Linked DNA regions of Sus scrofa: region 2 is linked to region 1. Evidence: chromatin contacts called from public promoter capture Hi-C data. All regions are on one chromosome and are shown on one strand. The core of a region is the stretch at or near the end of the contact, and the rest is flanking DNA. Distances in the headings are between cores, read along the strand shown.

Region 1 (6,697 bases), core at 806-3,305:
GCACAGCAAGGGACAAAATTAAAACTGCCTAGCCTGCTAAAAATCTAATCCTATCCTTAGCAGTTAACCTTATTAATACTAAAGTAGGAGAAAGGAGAGGTCAAAATATGGGTGAGGGTGCTATTCCTTTCCTCCTGGATCTCAAGTAATATAGCTATTACCACATAACAGGGATGTTATTTCTTTAATAAGTCAAAACATGGCTATCTGCACTATTCTTCCTTAAGTAAGCCTCTATCCCTTCTTCCAAAATTTTACCAACAAGCAGAGTTGGGCACCCAAATTATAATACTCGCAGTTGAAATAATTACCAAAATATTAGGTATTAGATAAATCACCTCAATGAGTTTAAGCTACAAACACATATGGAGACAAACTCTTTACAGAGAAAAGTTCGTTTTAAGTTTTCTTGTTACTTGCTAATGTAAACAGATGAATGCTATGACAACATGTACCTGACTTTTTACTCAGACTCATTAAGTAGTTTTTAAATGCTGAAACAAGATCTCCACATTCTTGAAGGCTTTAAAAATCAATCAGTGAATTATCTTGCAGATCAAGTATTGTTTACTACAAAAAAAAAAAATTAAAAACGAGTATCTTCACATAAGCTAACAGCCAAAATTCACAAGCCACCCTCCCTGTATTCCGTTACTCATCCTTCTGCTTAACAAATCCACCTCACACTTAAATCAATGCGTCATTTAAAAAAGTTTTGTCCTGCCATTGGCAAAAATCACTATGGATCAAAGCTCTGAACTTTTTTAAAAACAAGCCAAGGTTAAACTCTCTTCTTTACAAAAGGCCTTCACAACAATAAATCTAACTTGACAGAACTTTTCGTTTCAGGGTTAAAAAAATTCAAACAATAATTTTTCAATTCAAAGACAATTCCTAATGAGCCTACGCCAGAGTTTGAAAAAGACAAGAGTGAAGTTCAACTATGGAGAGAAGAAGACCCCATGACGGCTGGACCACAATACCCAAATCACCAAGCACCGGGTAGATATGATCTAAAATCGAGGCTGGCACACGCGAGGACATTCAGGAGAAAGCTTTCAGCCATCGCGAATCTCACAGTGGGCCATGGAGGGGAATGGGAACCTGGCCCCAGCTTTCCGTCCACAGAGAGAATAGCAAAGGAATGAAATTAGACCTTTCTCTTAAGGGAGGACCCAATACCTTCCCCAGTTCGTCTGTCCGTCCTTCCGCCCCCAAACTACTGCAGCCTCACCGACCGCAGGACTTTCCTATCTCTTCCCTTCACTGAACCACCAGACAATCTTCTCAAAAACCTAGATCCGATCGGGAGTAGTTTCCCCGCCTTTCGCCGGCACGGAGAGGGATCCCGGGCGCCAACAACAAAGACGACTCCCGCTCCCCTCCCCCCGCTCAGCCCCGGCTGGTCCCTCCCGCGCTGCAGCTCCGGGCCTAGCGCCCCCTCCCCGAGCCGGGCCGCAGCGCCCCGACCCCCCGCGGCCCCACGCACCTGCACCTGAGGGCCGCAACCAAGGCGTCAGGCAGAAAGGGCCGAGAAGGAACCTCTGCCGCCGCGCTGTCCTCTACAAGGCGCGTTCCGCTCTGCTGCTGCTGCTGCCTCTGCCGGACTCTCCCGGCCTGCAGGCGGGCCCGGCCGAGGAGGGGGACAAGGGCTGCAGCCCCCGGCGCCGGGACGAGGAAGGACGGCGGCGCTCGGGGGAGCCGGCTCGCGCTCCCGAGTCTCGCCTCGGGCCGGCCCTGTTCCTTTACACAGGTTGGCGTTCTGCTGACTAACGGCCCCGGCGCGAGGCGCTGGAGTGGCCGCCACCGCCGCCGCCGTCGGCTGCTGTTGGGCCTCACGTCCCGCGCGGCCGTGGTCGCAGCGCCCGCCGCCACCTCCCTTACTGGCACTGCAGACACCACCTAGAACCAGCCAGGTCTTTCTTCTCTTTAGTCCTTCTTTCCTGGCTCCTCTTCAGCCTACCGGCCGCGGGGTTCGCTCTCGAAGTGGGAGACAGGGACGCTGGAAAGGAACCTAGGGGGTAGCAGAGCGCTCGCTAAACTACGAGTTGGTCACTGGAGGAAGGTGCCAAAGCTGACCCGGGCTCCAGCCTGGGAGCGGGCCGGGGGAGGGACGCAGTCCAGCTTATCCCAATTTCCACCAATCACAAGCCGCCCAGAGGAGTCTGGCCCCGGGAGAGGCTGAGCTAAGTCGGCAGGAGGCGGGTATTGCGGAAAAGAGGAGCCAATAGAAGCAAATCTTCTCCGCCCCTCCGCTTTGATGGACTACCACATTCGGACCAATGGGGAAATTCTCGCTTCGAAGAAAGTAGGATGTATACCCAGGGTTAGAGAGAAAAACCTTGAGGAGGGGGAGGGGTCGAGACTCGGCCTAGTGAAAGAGACAGGAGCTGAGGGGCTGGAGGGCGCCCTTTGACCTCTGCGAGGAGTCACGTGGGCTGCCGGGGCGGGACCAGACAGGCTGGATAAGTTACTTCCGGGTCGTTGACAGAAGCTTGAACTCGGTGGGGTAGTTACTGGCGTGGTAGTCTTCCTTGCATCTTCTTGTCTCAGCTCGAGAAAATTGTGGTTTCTGCGATGAGTTCCCAGAAAGGGAACGTGGCTCGTTCCAGGCCTCAGAGGCACCAGAATACCTTTAGCTTCAAAAATGACAAGTTTGATAAGAGTGTTCAGACCAAGGTAGGAATTTGCTGCACTCAATCTGGAAGGAATGGTTCACTGGAGGGGAAAGAGGAATGAGAGGAGTTGGCGAGGGCGAATGTGGACTGCAGCCCAGAGTTAGTTTTGGCTGCAGTGCAGCCCTTTCTAAAATAATGTTCTCACGCCCTTTCTTTGACCTGCATGTGTTATCTCCTCGTAAATATATTTGGCGGTCAACATTTAGATGATTGTACAGAGTAATCGGGACCCTCATCAAACCTAAAATGCAAATAGGAAACTTGAGTAATTGAACGCTCCCATCTGGATCACATATTTCCAGTAGAAATACGAGAATTATGGCGCGCGTCTCTTTCAAATGTTGCACCAAGTTTATGCTGTCCTTATTTCTTTTTGGAAAGCCCTAGGCCCATAGCTTTGTAGAAAGGGTGTGAAAGCTCTGAAGTGCTCTTAACCTCAGTGTCCACACCAACATAATGGGACTATCGCTCTCATTTGTAAGATTGTTTTGAGAATCAAACTATTTGATGAATATAAAAATGATTGTCTTGCTGTTTATATTACTTTAGCAGATTTCTTTAGGTTGAAAGAAAATTCAGACTGTATAGCTTGCCAGAGGTCTAGGGTCTCTACTAATTTGCTAGAGCTCTTTCCCCCTCCTCCCATAGCTGTAGGGAGGGGAGATAATTGAAGACAAAGGCAGTTTGGGGGCCACCATCACATCGCATAAACCTGATATTAACATAAACTGAAGCTCAGATTTGCTAGGGTGTGGCATAAGCGAGTTATTTAATATTTTTTTTTCTGAGTCTTCTTTTGGTCTCAAATGAGAAACCTTCCAGTTTTGTTGTGAGGCTAATCTAAATGATATACATAAATTATCTGGATCATAATAATTGTCCAACAAGTGATTAATTTGTCAACATTGGCTATGAAAGTGAAGTGACTGTTTATGGCAACCAGTGACCTTTTCCTATCTTCACTATACAGATATTTAAGCATCTTCACTATACAGATATGAACACTTTATGTGCAAGGTCCTATGTAAGTATGTGTACAGTGTTCAAAAGAGCTGACTCTGTCTTCAAAGGACTTATAGTTTTTTCTGGGTCATTGGACAGTAAGCACAAAGATGTATAATTATAAATTATGATAAATTCTGATAAAGGGAAGGACATTTGAATAAAGAAGAGTAAGAAGGCATATTTTCAGTTGCCTCATATTTTCAGTTGTCCTACTAAGAGGACCTCATCTTTCCCTTAATTAGGTTCAGATTCACAAAGAAAACCTGGGAGTTCTCATTGTGGCTCAGCTAGTTATGAACCCAACCAGTATCCATGAGGATGCAGGTTCAATCCCTGGCCATGATCAGTAGGTTGAGAATTCTAGATCCTTAGGTCAGTGGCACAGGTCCCAGATGTGGCTCAGTTTCGACCCCTGGCCTGGGAACTTTCATATGCTTGGAGCAGCCAAAAAGAAAAAAAAAATTAGGAAAAAGAAAAAAAGAAAGAAAACCTGGAGCAGTATTTGGGAAGACTTTCCCAAGTTTGTGCCTTTCATCAATAAGTAAGCCAGGATAAAAAGCTATGGTATTCCAAATAAATAGCTACCTTGTTCTGTATTCATCTCTCTCTCTTTTTTTTTTTGGCCACACCCATGGCATTCAGAAATTCCCAGGCAGGAATTGAACCTGAGCCACAGTAGTAACAAGGCAAGATCCTTAACCTTCTGGGCCAACAGGGAACTCCTCTTGTATTCTTACTCTAAGTTTTGGCACAAGCATTTAATTCTGATGGTTTTTCATCAGGTGATAAAAAGTAGTTTTTAATAAATATTTAGCTACAATGTAGCTTGCTGTCCTTCTTAGACTTGTAAGTACAAGACTTCTTGAACTTGTACTTCTTATGCTAGCACTTCTTCCTAGACTTATAATTTTATTAGGCATTTTCTGGTGTGATCTAACAACCATGTCATTATGGTTTTAAATCTTTTCATGAGTCTCAAGTTCAGTCACTGAGTTTCATTTTGTTGATTACTTTTATCATTAGCTTCTTTGTTGCTTCTAAATTGTGAGGAAATCGCATACTACCAGGTGCTTTATTATTGGCAGTTCTGACAATAATAGCAGAAGTATTTTACTGAGGAAAGATAATTGATCATCGGTTTAATGGAGGATGAATAATTGGCTACATTCATGGCGAATTCTTTTTTTTTTTTTTTTTGTCTTTTTTAGGGCTGCACCTGTGGCATATGGAGGTTCCCAGGCTAGCGGTCTAATTGGAGCTGTAGCCATCGGCCTACACAGCAACTCGGGATCCGAGCTGTGCCTGCAACCTACACCACAGCTCATGGCAACGCAGGATCCTTAACCCACTGAGCAAGGCCAGGGATCGAACCCACAACCTCATGGTTCCTAGCTGGATTTGTTAACCACTGCACCACAATGGGAACTCCTACAAAAATATTTTTAAGAAATAGTGGTACAAATATGGCCTAACCTTAGACTTCCCATGTGGCTCACAAATATGACCTAACCACAGAACATATGATAATATAAGTGGATTTGCAATTGCTCAAGGCCTAAAAAAATTAACTAGAGAAGAAATGCATATTTGTTGAAGAATATTGAAACAACAGAAAAATGTGTAAAGTATAAAATTGAAAATACCTTTTGGAGTTTTCTTGGGACACAGTGGATTAAGTTGTCACTGCAGCAACTTAACCACTGAGCCACAGTGGGAACTCCTATAATACCTTTTGAAAGTGAATTAATTTGGGAGGAATATATTCATTTTAGGAAACTCTGGTTATTCCCTTGAAATGGAAAAGGAAAATGAAAGTCGAAATATAGTTTTGTTAATAATAACTATACTATGTACTTAAGCAAGTTAGCCACTATGAGTATTTGATACCTATTAAATAATTTGGTCTTCAAAATAACCCTAAGATATATGCTACAATTATCCCATTCTGCATATTGGGAAATTAGGATTTAGAGGTGAATGTTGTGCCTGGAGTTACATTACTAGCATGTGGCTATCCATTGATTAGGTAAGGTCTGTGCTAAGAGACCTCAAGGAACAGATAAATCAGAAATCCTTTTTTGAAGTTCTCTGGTAGCCTGTTGGTTAAGCATCTGGCAATGTCACTGCTGTGGGGTGGGATCATTCCCTGGCCTGGGAATTTCTGCATGCTGGGGTGTGGCCAAAAAAGGGGGTCCCTTTTTGTGTATGTGTGTTGGTTGTTTTTTAAATACTGTTTTGTCTATGATAGAAGCATTGTGATACCAGATTAGGATTGGAACAGAGGTGAACTTTATTGCCACTGCCCCTAAATGTTACCTGTTTGAAATATTCCAGGGAAAGAGTGTTTCTTCACAAGGCATGGCCCGCTAGAGTGTCACATATCACAGATAGGGGCTGGTTGGAGCTGGTCCCAGGCCGATCTTTGGAGCAGGTTGGGGTTCATCTCACTTCCTGTGAAATCAGATGCTAATTCAGTCCAGCCCCTGGGCTCCTGGTTTAGGCAGAGAGCTGTCTTAAGTTTAAGATGGTCTGATTACATTTATATAACAGAACAGGATTATGTGTTTACAAGCATCTTTATTCACAGTTGCCAAAAAATGGGGGAAAAAATAGCCTTCAACAAGAGAATAGATAAGCAAATAGTGTTATATAATCAGTAATCATGTAATGAATTTCAATCACATAGTGAAATACAATTCCGCTATTTTTTTTTTTTTTTTTGAAAGAGGTACTGAGGGAATTCTCTTGGCACAGTGTGTTAAGGATCTGGCGTTGTCACTGCAGTGGATTGGGTCTCTGCTGTGATGCTGGTTTGATCCCTGGGAAATTCATCTACCATAGGTGAAACAAAAAAAAAAAAAAAAAAAAAAAGGAGCTACTGATTGATACAAACATGTAGATAAATAAAAACATTACGTGGAAGGAAAGAAGTCAGCTGCTTCTCATATCTATAGAAATCTGAGCAATGGTTGCTTTGGGTGGTGAGAGATTGACTGAAAGGGGCCCAAGAAAAC
Region 2 (6,517 bases), core at 1,540-4,039, 1.0 Mb after region 1:
GCAGAAGAGAGCTAATGTAGTTTGTCCAAAGATCGCATAATTTTCAATTTATGTGATCATCATTTAAAGCTCAATAAAACGGAGGTGTTGGCAGATGTAGGGTTTGTTCAGAATTAGAAAGGGGGAAAAGGAGGATAGAGATGGAATCTGAGTTTATGTGGATTTATAATGATGTTATTGAGGTTGAAATTCAAAGACCTTTTGTATCATTTTAGAAAGTATTTCTCAAACTCCAGTCTCTGTTTTATGCACCTTAAAAAATAATCAGACTGTACTAGGAAATAAGTCATAAAAGTCATATATCAGTGACTTCTTTTGTTTAGATGAGAAACAGTCTCAAGCTTAAGAATATGTAGCTCTTCTATAATTGTAATAACTTTTTGTTACTCAGCCTTGTCTCTTCCCTCCGCTTTGCCACCACAACCAATATATACTAGTGATAATAAAGATGGACACTTAAATAGTGGAGTTTAGGGGCTAGCCGTAGAAGGTAATTTCTCAGACACTATAAAATCCTTGCTTATTTGGTTTGCAACCAGGAAACTTAGTTAATAGCCATCATTTTGCAACTTCTCTTATAAGTGCAAATCCAATACAATTCTTCAGTGAGGCACAGTAAAAAGAAAATGCAAAGGCATTTGAAAAAGCTCACCCATTTAGATTTAATTACATACATAACTGGTGTCCTTCCAAGTGTGAAAATGCTGTAACTAATAAATCAGACAATAAAATGCTATCTGAGCAGAACAGATTTATAGAGAAGATGTATGAGCAATCAAAATTCACTGACTTGCACTGGGTATTTTTACTCAGAAAAGTTCTTATACACAAGAGCAAATTCCTGCTCTTGGAGTCTTGACTTCTTTTGAACACTTAGATCAGTTAGCTTCCCTAGAGGGTGTTCTTGTGTAATGACTTTTAAGTGAACTGGAGATTTTAATCTTAAAATTATCTCCCTGTATTAAAGAATCTCTAGATCAGTGTCTGTATGGTAGATTTTAAGGACTGTCTCATTTGTCTACTACTGTTTTTTCCCTATGTTTAATTACTAAGAGTAGCTTCATTCAGTAGAAAGAATACTTTGTACTAGAGCTTCCAGGAAATTCTAACACAAGGAAAACTGAAAACTTCTGCAAATCAAATTTTAAAAAAATGTGACATTCAGACTACCAAAATATCTTTTCGGGTGGTATCATAGAAAAAAAAGACTCAGTAATAATAGCAGTGGGATAATTCAGTCATTGCCAATGGGTTTGATCTTTATGAAATGAATGCATTTTAAAATTTGCTTCCTTTTGGTTAAAATTTCTTGTGAATGACAAACTTAGAATAAGAAAGTTGGAAAAATTGGAGTTTTGTTATCTTTTGGGCAAACTTTTGCCAAGTGCAACATTTTTGAAGTGTATGAACTCATCACATTTTTCATGTTCCCATGTTGAATAAAATCAAATGGAAAAAATTTCCCTTTTAATAAAACCTTGTGAAAACAATACTTTAATAAACTTTGTAGCTATTGGTCGACCATGTTAAAGGCACTGTCTGATCTCTGCAGATATTTTTCTATGGAAAAGAGCCAGTTAGCTGAACAACTTCCTCATTTGTTGTGCTTATGAAAATCATCCATGGTTACGAGTAAGGAAACAAATTAATAATAGTGGGGTTTTTACTTTATCATTAAATGATAATGCTTTTAGTTTTTCATTGGTTAATTCAGAAAGCAAAATGGCTATCCCTGAGTTGGAATGGTTCCTTTCTTACCTTCCTTTCTGTATCACACCATAAAACTCACTTTTTAAGTGATTTTGGTTAGATTAGTTTTGTTTGTTTTACTTGTTTCTTTGGGAGTTCTAGGCTCTGACTGGAAAGCAGGAATGCAACAGTGTGAAACAGGCAAAGTTCAGAGGTACTCTTGAGCGATTCAAATAAGATCCGTTTCTCCCTAGCTGTGAATTTTTAAGTCTGGATCTGGCTCCTGCTCTTGTTTCTCTAAATATTTATCAGTTAACAATTATGCATCGCTCCAATGGCAGCAGATTTGGCTGAAGAAATAAATAAGGATGCTTTCTTTTTCCAAATATGCTAAATAATGCAAGTCCCATGAAGTTTTTTGTAACTGGAGTTTTCCTTCATCCAATTATCAGATTCAGGTCTTTCAGTTTTGATACTCATTTGCATATAGAAAAATTATGTTACTTCAGTAATGCTCTGTTTTACTTAAGCATGCTGTTTCTCCTTTTTTTTTTTTTTTTTACTTAAAAAAAATCATTTCCCATTTGTCTGTTTCCAGTCCGTTTCTGTAGTATTCGTCTCTCTTAAACATGCTGGGTTCTGCTGAAAGTTAATAGAACTGCTTGGTAAAGTCCCCTGAATCCTAGCACAAGGACCTTATACACCAAAGATAATTCCTTTCACTTAGAAATATTTTAAGAAATAAATTTATGAAAATTTGCCTGCTACAATTTAGAATTCATTATTTGATCAATACACTAAACCCACACCTGCATTTTGCAAGCCTTTTATTTTTATATTTGCAAAGGGCTCTTTACACAAGTTTGCTTAAATTGACCTTTTATGCTTTAAATAAATGTAGTTTTTATAAACCTGATGCAAAGCAGCAAATAAAAGTTGTACTAACCTTAGTATATTGAAACTTCAAATTGGTCAGTGGGACAGGTATGTCTGGCATGGCTGAGGACGACATTTCTGGTTCAGCTCCTGTAATACAGGTGACAGGCTCAGCGAATTGGTTCTGATAGAGCACTTAGCTTTATTTGTTCCTTTTTATGTGCATGGGCTAAGGTTTATTTGCATACTGGGATATGATTGGATGAACAAACTCGGAGCAAAAAGAAAACGACACTACTTATTTGTAACACCTAGGGCAGGAAGCCCTTGACTTTAAACTTAAATCCTTAAGAAACCAGTGCTCCAGCATTGACGCTGCATCTGGAGACAAGGCACTATTTGCAGACGAATTAATTTACAAAGCCGAAACCTGTGATAAGGATATGAATCACAGCTGCTCTGGCCACTAAGGCCAGTTATTATATTTTTGGCTTTTCACTCTTCTTATGCTACTGTAAAACTTTCTGTTCTCTGACAGACTTGGAATCAGAGTATTTGAGGATTGAAAAAGAAACTCAAAGGGCATTTGTTGTTAGCAGAAGCTAGTGAGGAGAGGACCCTGTCCAGGTGTCTTCAGGGCAATGCTGTCAGTGGATCCGTCCGTGCCCCAGAAAACCAGGGTGCAGTTTGGTGAAGAAAGACCCTTTTTAGAGACCCTACCTGAGGTTTGCTTTAAAAAAATCACACCAGTCAAATATATTTTCAGTGCTTGGTAAGTAGACCTACTAGGATTTCTGGAGCTCTAAATCATCTTTATATAGGGGAACAGAAGAGTCAGCAGGATTTTTAGGGAACTCAGACTGCATTGTGGCACACAATCACCACAATAGCTATATGGCAATATTGTCTGTTAAAACACATTTAAAATGAAAGTAACCTCTGGTTTTGGAAGTTGGCTGATATTTGTCAATCATTGAAACAGGCAATTGTACCAAGAGTGAATTTAAGCAGGACTTCCAAATAATGCAAGTTCTTAAAATTAATGTTTCAAGTTGGGAACATTCAAAAAAGACAGTTAACTGTACTACTCCCATTTTAAGTACAGTAGTTTATTTTATTGAAGCTCTCATGAAAGTTACAGTCAGAATAAGATAGAAAACTTTGGTTGCTCTTAACTGGTTACTAAGAATTTAAGAACAACAATTACTATTTTGTTGAAAAATACCAGCTCCTCCAAATATGGGGTTTAAGTAGGGAAGCTAAGGATTTTTGAATAGTGACTCCAAATCAGGTGCAGGAATCTTACCTTTTTTTTTTCCATCCTCACTTTGTTTCCCACTTTAAAGATATGAAGAGATTAAGCAGCTTGCTTATGATCATAGATCTAATAAGTACAAGGCCAAGATTTCACTTCACGCCAGTTTGACAGCGAAACCCTGGCTGTTACTCCTATTTATTCTCCTTGCCCTCCTCGCCATAAGAGAATTCCCAGATGGGTTTGAGAATCACCTCTTCTGCTTTTCCTGAATGGTCACCCTCATAGGCACTTAAGCTTAGGCTTTTACTCATCTAAGATGGGGGTTGACAACTTTTTCCTATAAGGAGATAGATAACATTTTCTGCTTTCTAGACCAGATGGTTTCCATTGTAATTTACTCAACTGTATGAAAGAAATGACAGACAAAAGATACATTAATGAGTGTAGGTGTTTTGAGATACAATTTTATTTACCAAAACAGTAGGCAGGCCATATCTGGCTCACGTGCCAAGTTCCTAGATTTTAAGACGACCATCCCCAAGGTCCCTCCCTCCTCTGTGCCTCACGCAGGAAGGCCAGATAGAAACTTTTGTGTTATTTCATCATTTCTCTCTCTCTCTTTTTCCTTCTCTCTCTCTCTCTCTCAATTTCATTCTTTTTGGAAAACATAATTATTTTCTCTTTTAAAAATGTGTTTTGAGTTAAATGCACAATTACACAACAGCTGTTACATAACTTGCAGTGTGGTACTCTGGCCAGGCCCAGACAGCTGTGTTTTGCTGCTTTCTTCTGCTCTCAGCTTTGCAGTTGTTTGTGGAGTCAAACACTGGTTTATTTGATGTCTAGGCAATGAAAGCTCAAAGCTTCATAACACACTTGGTGTGTCATCTGCTGTTTATATGCTCATCCTTAATCATATTTTATTGAATATTTACATAAGAGCATGTCCCTTTATGCCAGACCTTACTGAACTTAGGTAAAAGGACCAGCTTTGGAAACAGGTTACCACACCTGCCCATTTAATTTTAACATTTACCAAGTATGTCCTGTGAGTAAAGCCTTGTGATCAGAGTATCAGGAACTTTCCAACCTTAATCTTAATTGAAGGGCAGATCTTTTCTGTCCAAAAACCACAGGGTCTGAGATACACATTTCTAAAGTAAGTATCAACCTGCCCCTGGAGTTTGTCTTATAGAATAGTATATTCTTGGGAGTGGTTGTGTGGGTACAAGGCCTTGGTGATCACTTCCCTCCCTTACAAAGATGAGAGCACAGGGGCCAAGAAGGCCAACTTTAAGACTGGACCCCAGCTTGTATATTTTTATATACAAAGTATATTTGTATATTTTGCAAGGATTCTATGGTAGAGGAGGGGCTGGAACTTGAACTTAGGAGTAATAGACAAAGGATGCTTTATCTTTCCTTCTTAGAGACAAGTTAAATTAAATACACACACACGTAAACATGACAGTGAGGGGGGAAAGAGGAAGATAGTTTTTCTTTTGAATCTGACCTCTTCCAGCCCTTTGTGAAAACTATTATTCCAGAAATGTATTATTCTAAGAAATGGATTCCAAGGTCTTCAACCATTGCTGAAATTGCTGTCTCACTTTATGAGGAGTCTCTGTAGAACTCCATTCAAACCTCAGTCCTTAAAAAACTAATGGAGTCTAACCTTCTTCCACTTACATGAATAACTGGAATAAAAACCATTCACATTTAATAAACCTAATTTTATGCTGGAAATTTTAAAAAATAGCTAATTTTCACGCTTTCTGATTTCAAAATCCAGGATCGATTTTTTTTGGAGCAAAACTTCTTTTGCTTAGTGACATCTGTGTCCCTGACTCTACAGTGTTGCCTTCAGCATGGCTGGGTGAGTCTGATGGTCAGTTAACCCAGCAATGGACATATCCCTTTGCTTCTGATCACTGCAGTTTCAGCAGACACCACATGGTTCTTATGCCCATTTGGATAACATGGATCTTATGTATGATGATAGGATCTATGCTTGGTTGGCAAATCATTATTAAAAATGGAGATGAAAGGAGCATTTGAGTTTGTGAACATATTGTGAACATAATTTTTGTTCATCTGCCATTCTTCTCCAATTAGCAAAACTTCTTTACCTCTGATTTCTTCTGTTCCTCACATATCCGCTTGTTGTTTTCTCTTTGCCTTGTGTTACTAAGATATGGCAGATGCCTCTCTTATCTGATACAATTAAGACATGAACTAATTAATAGGGTCAATAAAAGAAAAAGTAGTTAAAGCCTCACATATCCGCTTGTTGTTTTCTCTTTGCCTTGTGTTACTATGATATGGCAGATGCCTCTCTTATCTGGTACAATTAAGACATGAACTAATTAATAGGGTCAATAAAAGAAAAAGTAGTTAAAGCCTCCATAAAACAATTATTTTAGGTTAAACAGGTCTTTGCTAAACTTCATGGGCCAAAATTATTTCTTAGAACTGGGTATGCTGCTAGGATTTGAAATAACCTTGCATAAATTGTGTTTACATTTTTTTTGTTTCCTTAAAGTGCAGAAAGAATTTAAAGACATTAAAGACATCTTTGAGGCAATCTTAATGTACACTACTTTGAGATTTTGATATATTTTTTCATTTTTTTTACACTTGTCTTATGTGCAGGTTATATAATAGCCCATGTGTTTAATAATTTGACCAGATTCA

What was found. Promoter capture Hi-C pulls out the DNA fragments that hold promoters and counts their contacts.
Region 2: a promoter capture Hi-C map of liver shows a contact between it and region 1, with 2.5 times the contacts expected there. The contact joins the promoter of ALDH1A1 here to the promoter of ABHD17B in region 1. A contact is called at or near these places in 1 of 5 promoter capture datasets (liver) and 1 of 2 datasets of contacts at active chromatin or transcription factors (skeletal muscle).

Annotation. Positions count from the first base shown.
Region 1 is chr1:225,191,231-225,197,927 of Sscrofa11.1, forward strand. ABHD17B (abhydrolase domain containing 17B) reads right to left here and starts at 2,056. Exons shown (of 4, transcript NM_001243558.1): 1 at 1,490-2,056. C1H9orf85 reads left to right here and starts at 2,192. Exons shown (of 5, transcript XM_021064833.1): 1 at 2,192-2,308. The coding sequence starts at 2,261.
Region 2 is chr1:226,214,553-226,221,069 of Sscrofa11.1, forward strand. It overlaps ALDH1A1 (retinal dehydrogenase 1), which reads right to left and starts at 2,790. Exons shown (of 13, transcript XM_021064911.1): 1 at 2,636-2,790. The coding sequence starts at 2,701.